Linked DNA regions of Sus scrofa: regions 2, 3 and 4 are each linked to region 1. Evidence: chromatin contacts called from public HiChIP or PLAC-seq data. All regions are on one chromosome and are shown on one strand. The core of a region is the stretch at or near the end of the contact, and the rest is flanking DNA. Distances in the headings are between cores, read along the strand shown. Region 1 has its middle 18 kb from the start of YTHDC2. Region 2 overlaps NREP (neuronal regeneration-related protein). Region 3 holds the start of LOC100518827. Region 4 overlaps NREP (neuronal regeneration-related protein).

Evidence for each region. HiChIP or PLAC-seq counts read pairs in DNA pulled down with a chosen protein or histone mark.
Region 2: a contact with region 1 is called in an H3K27ac HiChIP or PLAC-seq map of skeletal muscle, with 5 times the contacts expected there. The contact joins two enhancer-like sites. A contact is called at or near these places in 1 of 47 Hi-C or Micro-C datasets (psoas muscle) and 1 of 2 datasets of contacts at active chromatin or transcription factors (skeletal muscle).
Region 3: a contact with region 1 is called in an H3K27ac HiChIP or PLAC-seq map of skeletal muscle. The contact joins the promoter of LOC100518827 here to the enhancer-like site in region 1. A contact is called at or near these places in 11 of 47 Hi-C or Micro-C datasets (adipose tissue, brain, embryonic fibroblasts and 6 more) and 2 of 2 datasets of contacts at active chromatin or transcription factors (alveolar macrophages and skeletal muscle).
Region 4: a contact with region 1 is called in an H3K27ac HiChIP or PLAC-seq map of skeletal muscle, with 4 times the contacts expected there. The contact joins two enhancer-like sites. A contact is called at or near these places in 1 of 47 Hi-C or Micro-C datasets (embryonic fibroblasts) and 1 of 2 datasets of contacts at active chromatin or transcription factors (skeletal muscle).

Annotation. Positions count from the first base shown.
Region 1 is chr2:117,984,473-117,987,172 of Sscrofa11.1, reverse strand. No RefSeq gene overlaps it. Among named protein-coding and RNA genes, the nearest start is that of YTHDC2, 18 kb to the left of the region's middle. Within about 2 kb of position 1,447, at least 12 of the 83 cell types and tissues checked have an H3K27ac peak or open chromatin away from gene starts, as enhancers often do. A contact at or near this core is called in adipose tissue and skeletal muscle, where this site is marked.
Region 2 is chr2:117,625,655-117,628,372 of Sscrofa11.1, reverse strand. All of the region lies in intron 2 of NREP (neuronal regeneration-related protein), which reads right to left. Among named protein-coding and RNA genes, the nearest start is that of NREP, 120 kb to the right of the region's middle. Within about 2 kb of position 1,267, at least 8 of the 83 cell types and tissues checked have an H3K27ac peak or open chromatin away from gene starts, as enhancers often do. A contact at or near this core is called in skeletal muscle, where this site is marked.
Region 3 is chr2:117,506,185-117,508,884 of Sscrofa11.1, reverse strand. LOC100518827 reads left to right here and starts at 1,278. Exons shown (of 4, transcript XM_013995035.2): 1 at 1,278-1,351. The coding sequence starts at 1,278. All of the region lies in intron 1 of NREP (neuronal regeneration-related protein), which reads right to left.
Region 4 is chr2:117,681,545-117,684,244 of Sscrofa11.1, reverse strand. All of the region lies in intron 2 of NREP (neuronal regeneration-related protein), which reads right to left. Among named protein-coding and RNA genes, the nearest start is that of NREP, 180 kb to the right of the region's middle. Within about 2 kb of position 1,339, at least 10 of the 83 cell types and tissues checked have an H3K27ac peak or open chromatin away from gene starts, as enhancers often do. A contact at or near this core is called in skeletal muscle, where this site is marked.

The DNA of each region.
Region 1 (2,700 bases), core at 198-2,697:
AACCAAATTTATCTTGGGAATGCAGACTCAGGTATTTGAATAAGTCTGCCTGAAGAGCTGACAATCTGAAAGGCATTGCATTAGTGCTCAGAGCATTTACTTAAATTATGTTCACATGGATACACTTTTCATTTTCTTTAGAAGATTCATATTTCATTTTTTTTTTAAATAGCACAAATGCTGCCACTGTTTTAATAGATCATCCTTCTAATTGTGAATTCCATTTGGAAGCCTGGGATCTCAAGCCTGGAATTTCTTCAAGTACTTAAAAGTTTACTTGCCCATTGAGGTCAATTCTTTGACACTTGACACCTATGGTCCTCAGAAGACTTGGTAGTTTCAACATTAAGTTGATCAGTCAATAGACTAAATATTGTGATAGTCTATTTGTTGATGGAGAATTTGGGTGTTTTAAGTACAAAGACCCTGGCTCTCTAATATGTCTTGATTACATGTCTGTTTCTGCTGAGCTGCTTCCTACCACCCTCCTAGGAAAAGTCAGATATGGGAGAGACCGTGTAGTGAGTTGATCTTGGTCAGGGCTGCCCTGGAAAAGTATCTGCAAGTGTGGGAGGGGGTCCTGGAAGGGTGCCAACGGGGGCCTACATAAGACTCTCAGGAGGAAGAGAGCTGATTGAAAGTCCAGTTAAGTCAAAAGAATAATAAATCAAAAAGTTCACCAGGCTGGAGGAGCCGAGTGGGATGTGAGCCAAAGGATCAAAGTCAGGGTCAGAAACAGGCTGATTGGAAACAGAGCCAACTCAGGAACTCACCCTGGGAAAGTGGGGACATGCTCTGGCAGCATCTTAGGCACAGATGGGTGAGTCCACATGGACAGGCCCTTGTTGTGATAGTACCAGAGCCTGGATGGGTCCTCAGAAGTTGATGGATGGAAGAAAAGTTGAGAGACCATGTTGCGAGCATTAGTTTAGGAGCACTGTTTCCCCAGTTTGTCCAAGAGATGTGTGCTAATGGGCTCTCACATCCACATGAGTGACAACCCTCTCTGACATCAGCTGGTTAAGGCACCATTAGGCTCATGCCCATCCTGGGACCAGCCGGTCTTCCCTCAGCCTTTGCAGATCTATCCCCAGCGAACTAGTTGGCCTGCAGGCAACATCTGAGGAGAGCAAACAGCCAGAGCAGAGCCCCAGCACACCCATCCTTCCTCGGCACCTCGGTTAGCACCTCCTTCAGGAAGGAAACGCTTGGGGAGAGTTCCTTTCCCTATGCCCCAAGACCGGGCCCTCAAATCTGGGGAAGTGCTTGTGATGGGAATGTGCCGTCATAGAAATTCAAACACATGGAGCAGGCTGAAAGAAAGCAAGGAAAGTGCATGCCAAGTTTGCCTGTGGTCAAAATCGAGCCTGAGCTGTTTCCTGAAGATAGGAGCTGGAACTCTCATGGGTAAAGCTGACTGAGCTCACACATTTCACCCTTGGCCTACTTTGTTTATCTTGAGACCACTGAAGCATTCAGTCTAGACTGTACAGTATTTCCAGTATCTCCTGTTACTTCTTTCCCAAGCATCTGGTTTTTCTCAGGCCTCCACCTGACTCACCCTACATGGCCCTGTGCTCGAATCCTAGCGCTCACGAGGAATGTCCTACCCGTGCTTGGGCCATGGGAGACATGTGTCAACATCGGGGGCCTGTCCTGTGAGGCGACCTGTCAAAAGGCACTTGTGTCGTTTTCTTTCTGGACGGTGAGTTCAGGGCTCTGATGATGGCTTTATCCTGGACTTCAGATCTCGGGGATGGAGCGGCCAGGGAGTTCTTACAAACTTTGGCCTAAACACTATATGCTCCTTCAATGTCACAACCTTTTTCTTTCAGCCTACAATTTTATGTTATTGTGCTGGACACAAATGGATCTATTTGTGATCAGATCCATCCCCACTTCAGGCTGTACCCAATCCTTGACATACCATTTTCATATACCTTTTGCTTCTCTTGCCTTATGAATGGTCAAGTCAGATAAGTTCAAATTTGTAAGTATTTATATATATAATTCATATTCATCTTGGGTTTCAGGAAGTCTTGGTGTTCCTCTATTAATTATTCTATTTCAAACTAAGAGACAATAAGCAGTCAATAACTGACATGCAAAGGAGGTATACCAGCAGCCTTGGGAGACACTGAAGCCAGAAACAGGCTGGTCCTATTGACTCCCTCAAGGCTGTGTTCAAGGGGTTGATGCCATCTCACTCTTGAAGACAGGAACCAGGGGATCCAGCCATGGCGGGAATTCTGTGAACATTTGGAGCCAGGGAATGCTTCACAAAGGCAGTGATGTACTTTATCAGAACTGCACGGGCAGGGTCCAGCTGGTCACAGGGAAGTTGATGGCCTGCGGAGATTTGTGCTTAGACAGCCTACATATAAAAACATGTTCTGAGCTGTATGTGATGTCTTTCAGTTACAATCAAATATTTATCTCACACCAGTTTGGATGTTAGAGTCTAATATCCAGGCATGACCATGGGGAAAAGAAAGAGGAATTATATAAATAAGGATGTTAGGCTTCAATATGCCCAGCACGGCTCTTTCCAAAAACAGAGGTGGATTTGGAACTCCACTGCAGAGAATGTGCACAGTGGAGCAGGATTCAGAGGCTGTATAAGAGCCAGAAATTCTGGCCAATAAGCAAGGAGTTTTGTCTCTCACAAGCAAGACCCATTGGGTATCATGTATCTCTTGG
Region 2 (2,718 bases), core at 18-2,517, 360 kb after region 1:
ATGCCAAAGACTGTGTATGTTTGGTGAGATACCAGCATCTAGAACCTTTAAAAATAAGTATTAGAAGAGTACCTGATGTATAGTAAGTGCTCAATAAATGTTATCTATTCTTATTATCCATCTACACAGAAAGCTACTGAATTAACTGGGAATGTGAAACTCAATCTTTTTTGTACTGGCTCTGTGCCAACACTAATTCCTGAGGACACAGAATATCACTCTTATCTATTGGTCAGAAGGATGACATAGGGGACTCAAGTTAAAATGAAATGGTGACAGCCTCAGAGAGGGTTTAGGAGGACCCTGAATCTATTATTATACGGTTAATTGCAATTACTAATTCAGGAGCTAAAGAACTGATATCCTTAATCATAGAGCCCCCCATGATAGCTTCCTGATTCACAGAGTAGAATACAGAAGTAAGGGAGCTCCCTCATGGCTTAGCAGGTTAAGGATCTGGCAGTGTCACTGCTGTGGTTCTGGTGGCTGCTGTGGTGCAGGTTCGATCTCTGGCCCTGGGAACTTCCACATGCCATGGGTGTGGCCAAAAACAAACGAACAAAAGAATATAGGAGTAAGTAATATATGAAATATTCTGGAACACCTATCCCTACCACAATATTCAACCAAGAGCCACATTGCAATTCTGAGGACTGGCGAATGTGGTAACATCAGTAAAGATTTGAAATATGTAGGTGGTGAATTCTATTCTATCACGTTTAATTCTCCAGTTTGGCTGGCTGAAGAAAGAGATGGATGGACACAGGAGAGTAACAGTGGGTGAAGATAATCCGTAACATAAAGCTGTTCCCAGAAGCTCTCCATTATCAAATAGAAATAGATTTAAGGATGAGATTTGTACAGTTCCAAAAATCCAAGAAGATTGAAAAGGAGATTGCTTATACTTATTTCAGTCCAATTGCAAAGCCACTCTTTTGCTGAGCTGATATTGGAAGCATGTGCCATAAGACAGTGCCTGCCCTGGTCCATCTGGCAAAACCATTCCTCTCAAGAAATGGAAACATCACATACCCCTGGACTGGTGCCACTGCACACTGCGTTTATTTAAAGCCTCTTTCTTCTGAGTCCAGGATCACCAAGGAACTCTGACTCCCAAGTTGCTTAACTTTAGGGAAAGAACAGATTGATGATACAACCTTTATTTCTGATATTCCTGTATTTTTCCCATGGTTTCTAACTATGACGAAGCGTCTCACGAAGACTTGTCTACAGGGAAGGATTGTCTTGATCGTGCTCTCACGTGTAGTCCCAGGCCACACAGAGTAGTTATACCTTCCTTTGTTAATAAATAAGTCATCATTCTTGTGTCTACCTCCGTCATGCAAGTATTTTGGTAAACATGAGTCAGATTCTCAGGGCCTGGTCACTCCTGGGAAATACAAGTCACTGGAACTTCAAAAGATGACCAAATTTAGCTGGCTTCTCTTTTAGATGACACTGCATGCAAGAACACACGTCCATTCAAAATATTTTTAATGTTTCCATTTCCTTCCTCTCCCTTTACTGTTGTTAAGTATCTGTAATCCAATTTTTATTCCTCCAGCCCTAGTGCATGCTAATTAAATTCCCAGTTACTCTTCTATTCCAAAGCCTTCACTAAAGGTTCTAGAAGGGTTTTCTGGAAACCCACTGTTTCAGTGATATTGTTTTTGTTGCTAATGGAGATTATGGTCACATGTAAAAGAAGGCCAAGGCCTAATATTTCTTCTCTATCTAATTGGGTCTAAAAACAATACTTGATGTCAATATAACTGAAAAACTGGCTTCTTTATAGGTTTATGGGATTTTTTTCAGAGATGCCTGTTTATCAGTGGCTCTCCCTAGAACTCTCTGCATTTGCCTGTTGCCCAAACCTGCCGCCAAAGCCAATAGTCTTTATTTCCTGAGTCTTACTTAAACACATTAATCTTGATTAAATAAAGCAGTTTTCTGCTGACCTGTCAAAAATCAACTCCGCAAATGATTAAACTTTTCTCAAGTCCTCTTCCAAACGCATACGGGACTGCCCAGAGACTTATCTTGGCAAAACGAACACTGCAAACCTAGAGCATGCTGGGTAGAAGTCCCAACATTAATCCTCAAAGAGGTGACTGAGTTTGCCTGGCAATCACTTTTGGCCTTTGGCCAGACAAGAAGAAACTAACTTTTTCTTAGTGACAAAACAGAACTAAAGGCATTTTGGAATGAAAGGGAGAAATGGAGGGAGGAGAGACAAGGGAAAGGAAAATAGAAACATATAAATAAGAAATATGTTCCTTTGGGCTTTTGCATCAGAGTAATGTATTACACTCAAATACCAAATATGGATTGACATTTGTTTTACACATATTTTATTTTTGTAATTGGCTTCTTAAGAGTGAATTTCCAAAGTGGACCTGTTACATACCAAGACTTAACAATGGAAGAGAAAAGAACTTTTAAAAATTATTTTAAAAACCATTGCATTCAGACTTGTGGTTGCCAACGGGAGAGGGGAAGAGAATGGGATGGACTGGGAGCTTGGGGTTAATAGATGCAAACTATTGCATTTGGAAAGGGTAAGCAATGAGATCCTGCTATACAGCACAGGGAACTCTATCTACTCACATGAGATGGAACATGATGAAGGAAAATGTGAGAAAAAGAATGTATTTATATGTGTGTGACTGGGTCACTTTGCTGTATAGTAGAAAACTGACAGAACACTATAAACCAACT
Region 3 (2,700 bases), core at 29-2,528, 480 kb after region 1:
TAAATCAGATCCCTAACACCAAAAAAACCAAAATGTCAACCCCATAATGATTAAGCACTTTAAAACCAAATGTGCATACCTTATCTGCAAAATCTTACTTATGCTCCTGATAAGAAAATTAGTGGGACAAGGAGCAGAATAAGAAAAACAACACACTTTTCACTCTCCACTCCTAACAGTGTGTTATTCGTTTTCTCCTGCTGCCGTTAACAAGTTTACACAAATTTAGCAACTTAAAACAACGCAAATGTATTATCATAGCTCTGTTGTTTGGAAATCTGGCGTGAGTTTCACTGGGCTAAAATCAGGGCATCAGAGGGCTGTGTTCTTTTCTGGAGATTCCAGAGGAGAATCTGCTTCCATGCTCACTCAGGTGGTTGGCAGAATTAAGTTCCATATAGTTGTAGAAATGAAGTCTCTGTTTCCTTGCTGGCTGTCAGCTGAGGGCCATTCCCAGCTCCTAGAGGCTGTCTATACACTTTGGCTTCAAAGATCTTCCTCCTCCATCTTCAAAGGCAATGGAAGTTTGTCTTCTCCAGCCTTCTCTTCTGCCCCATCTCTGACTCTCCTGTTTTCCTCTTCATTTTTTATTTTCTCATCTCTCAGTCCCTCACATTAACCACGTGGGCAAAGCCCTGTTTTACTGTGTAATGAAACATATTCACGGGTTCTGGGGATTAGGATGTGTGAAGGACCATTACTCTGCTACCACACCGGACAAGGAAACTGAACGTGTCCCATGCTCGCACTCACTCTGTATGAAGCTTGTACATCCTTCCACAAGGCCATCACTCCAGCAGGCAAGGATGGAGGGGAAACTAGGCAGAAAATATCCCCTATCATTTTCTCATGTCCTTTCTGCTTGCATTGGCTTAATTACTGGATTTTCCTTACCAGGCTACGTGAGGTCAAGGCAGACAGGACGATGAAGAATTTAGAATTAATTTCCTGACACCAACATTAATCCAGTAAGTGAAACACATGTCTCCCCTCTATCTATTCTTGAACCATCCAGAGTTTAGGGAAGAGGTATAAGGGGCACATAGGAAAGAATCAGGTCGGAACAAAATGTCAAGCCCTTAAAAAAAACCACGCACAGCAACATAGTCCCCTGCCCGGCTTCCTTAAGAAACTCAACCCACCAAGGTTCCTTACCTGCGGTGGCAGTAAACAAGAAGAGTCAGGCTCATGAGAGTCATTAATTGGGTGTCACTATGTACTAACCAGTGCTAGATGATTCAACAAACCTGCCTTCATTCTTTAAACCTATGTGGTACATGGGTAAAGGTATTATCCTGGACAAGAGGAACCGTGGGCTTACAGAGGTGATCATTTACCCAAAAGAACAAGAGTGAGAGATGAATCTAAACCTAGATTTGCTAGCTGCTCCAGCCCAAGGAAATTTCCCGACTTTCTCTAGCAAGAAGGTAAGATTGAAATTTGGTATAATCCTCACATTGTACCTTTCAGTGTCTTTCAGTAACACTTTTTGAGGAGTCCCTCTCCTTCCCCAACCTTTCTCTCCCCAGACATGAGAGAGACTTCCTAGTGAAGTCCTTAGAGTTCTTTACCTCCCATAATCATTACACATTTACTTCTGGATGGTCACTGTCCCTACTGTCCCAACATTGATGTTATCATTCAGGCTAATCCTGGTGTGACGACCACTGGGCTATGGGCTTGCATTTTATGTTTTCTTCGTCCTTCCTTCCTTTCCTTCCTCTCTCTCCTTTTTTTTTTTTTTTTTTTTTTTCTTTCCTCCCTCCCTCTTTTTCTTTCTTTTCTGTTTCTTTTTGCTTCAAAGAAACAAAGAAAGGTCCTGGGAGGTGGTCCCTGAATAAGTCTCTACTAGGACTTACAGGTGCAGGGAGCCCCAGGTGCTACCAGTCAGCCCAAATGACTGCAGCCTCTATCCTTTCAATGAGGAATGGTTATCAGCATAAAGCCAATTAACCACCTCAACTTTCTTTCTGGTACTGATCGCTTCTAAAATTTCAGCATAAAATCCCAACTCCTTACCACAGGTACAAAGCCTGACAGGATTTGCTCCTGCCTGTCACCTACACTGCATCTCAAGCCACCCTGCCCTCCTGCCACTGCTCCAGCGACACTGGCCAAGGCCTGCTTCTGAGCACCTGAAATGGGACTAGTCTGAACTCAAATGTACTGGTAATATAAGATATATACTGGACTTTGAAGACTTAGTACGAATAAAAAAATGCAAATACATCATCAATGATTTTATATTGATTACAGGTTGCAATGACAATATTGAGCACATGGTGAATTACTGTTAAGATTAATTTAGCTGGTTCCTTTTACCTTTTTTTGCGGCTTTTCCAACATTTAAAATAACATTCATGGAGTTCCCATTGTGGCTCAGCGGTTAAGGAACCCGACCAGTATCCATGAGGACACAGTTCCATCCCTGGCCTCACAAAGTGGGTTAAGGATCCGGCATTGCCATGAGCTATGGTGTAGGTCACCGATGCGGCTTGAATCCCAAGCTACTGTGGCCATGGTGAAGGCCAGCAGCTACAGCTCTGATTCAACCCCTACCCCTAGCCTGGGAACCTCCATATGCAGCGGGTGCGGCCCTAGAAAAACAAATAAAATAAATATATAAAATAATATTCCTTGTTTGCACTAGATTCCTACCAAACAGCGCGTCTCTATCACATTTTACCCCCTTTTGTTTCT
Region 4 (2,700 bases), core at 90-2,589, 300 kb after region 1:
GAACTACATTATAGAAGGATATTTATCAACTTAGAAAAGGTTTCAGTTTTATCATTTACATATCATTTATATAATGTAATCATGATAGATATCACTTATTGAGCCGACTAGCTGCTTTATATTATCTTATTAAATCCTCACAACAAATCTATGATGTAATTACTTTAATCTGTTCTTTACAGATGCAGAAAATAAATCTCAGAGAGAAACCACTCAGAGGTTTTCTAGAGAAGCTGGACCCTAAGTCCAAACATTAGGCTCTTAACAAATATACCATACTCTTCCTCCTTCTAAGAGGTGACCACTCTTTGGAAGAGTGCACGGATGTGATAATTTTAAATTATTTTAAGGCATATCTTAAAGCAAGGCATCTTGGCCAGGAAATTTTTCATAGCATGTTCTAGTTATCACATAAATTTTAGTATTCATGTAATGTTTGAAGTAAACTTATTTCTTTATGACATCGTATAAAGATGTCTTCTTGTTAGTTACTAAGGCTTTCCTAGACTTTGCCACTTTATGATCAGTTTATGTTCACATGCTATACTCCATGCTGGCAACGCTCACTCACATTCCTCATAATTTCTAATTCAACATCTGCTGCCAACTCAGTCTTCGAGAGCCACATTAAATGTTTTGGATATCAAAGTTATATTTGTTAGAAAACACATTTGTTGGCCCCAAATATTAAATAATGAAGACAAACTGCATTGAGAAAGATAGGGGCCTAATCATCCCTATAAATCCAGAAATATTCAGTTCCCCACAAAAGCCTCATTCTAATAATTTCATCTTTCCTGTAATGTGACTTCCCTGGTGCAAAGATCAGGTCAATGTGTTCCACATTTTTTTGGACAACTTTGTATTTTGGATCAGAAATGTATGGCAGTGAACAGCTGTGAAGAAAATAGAAGGCAGTGTACTGGATAAATGCTGGCCGAAACATAGTGAAATGAATCCTCACTATTTTCAAAAAACAACAATACAAACTATATACTTAACAGTCCTTACTGTTACTCAGCCCTGCCTTACAAGATGCACACAAGAGAGGGAGAGATGCCCCGGTGGTACTTGCCTCTATGTCAACAATCTGTAGATATGTAGGCTAGGATCTGCTGTGGCTATTTCAGTTACACCAGGTTCAAAGATCATTTGTCATATATGCTCAGAGACAAAAACAAGACTCCTTTCCAGACAGCTGTGCCTAAGGGACATGCAAAAGTGAATGGGAGTCCAAGGCATGTCTTCATGGAAAAAATTCCTAAACACCAAAACCAATCCAGCACTTCTCTCCCCTGCCCTGTCAGTCTGTCACCTTTCCCAAGCAAAGAACAGCTCACTGTAAGTGGACAACATGTTCCCAGCTGTGGCTGAGTCATATCATGACTATGAATCCAAATCAGCATCTTTCCAGTGTGGGAAAAAAAAATCTGAGCTTAATCAATTCCCCATGTAGAAGGCATTTCCAGTTTTTCTCATCCTCTCTGGAGAATGAGAAAACCACCTAACTTGATGCTTGGTGACCAAAACTCACCCACCTAAAATGTGAAATAAAGGGCAAAGATAGTTTGTGAATCTCTTACTAGAATGTTCAAAAAGAAAATGCAGACAACAACAATACAGCCATAGAATCTGGGTAAGAAAACTGAAGTAAGGTTAAAGTACAAGAAGACAAACAAATGAAAAACAAAACAAAATCTTAAAGCCCTTTCCCCCTCAACAAGCAATTTTCCATAGCAACATATTCTAATCATAAATAAGAGTGTTGCTGGAAGACCAAGGTTATTAAAAGCATTTTCATCGTCCAAAACAAATGTCCTCACGTTAAATGTGCTGTCAAACCGGCTCCAGGGATGGAGTATGTCGGCCCTACCGCTGAGTAACACATTAAGATTCAAGGTAACTGCACCTGTATATCAACAATAGGTCAAAACCTGCAGTCCAACACAAAGGCATTCAAAATGTTAAAACCCCGAATTTTTTTAATTATAAAAATACTTGAGACAAACAAATAGGTCTAGGATATAGGATAATGAGCACTCATCTACCCACCATCTATGTATCCCCCATTAGCCTAAGAACTAAAATGTTAAATTGCAGTTTAAGTTCCCTATGTGCCGCTCCCCAACAGCACTATCCTTACTCTCTGACACAGGTTTTCACTACCCTAAACTTGATGTTTGGCTTTTCCAAAAATGTCTTTATACTTTTACTATGTATATACATATCTCAAGATAATATGTGTAGTTATTTTGTAAAACTGTAAATAAATTGTATCATTCTGTCTGCATCCTTCTTGCTTAAACATTGTGAGATTTATCCATGATGATATACAGTATTCCTATTTACTCATTTATTCTGATATAGCATCTTTTTTTTTGGACTCAATGAATTTTATTACATTTATAGGTGTACAATGATCATCACAACCCAATTTTATAGCATTTCCATCCTAAACCCCCAGTGCACCCCCCTACCCCCCAACCTGTCTCATTTGGTAACCATAAATTTTTCAAAGTCTGTGAGTCAGTATCTGTTCTGCAAAGAAGTTCATTGTGTCCTTTTTTTAGATTCTACATGTAAGCGACAGCATATGATGTTGGTGTCTCACTGTCTGACCGACCTCACTTAGCATGATAATTTCTAGGTCCATCCATGTTGTTGAAAATGCCATTATTTCTTTTCTTCTAATGGCTAATA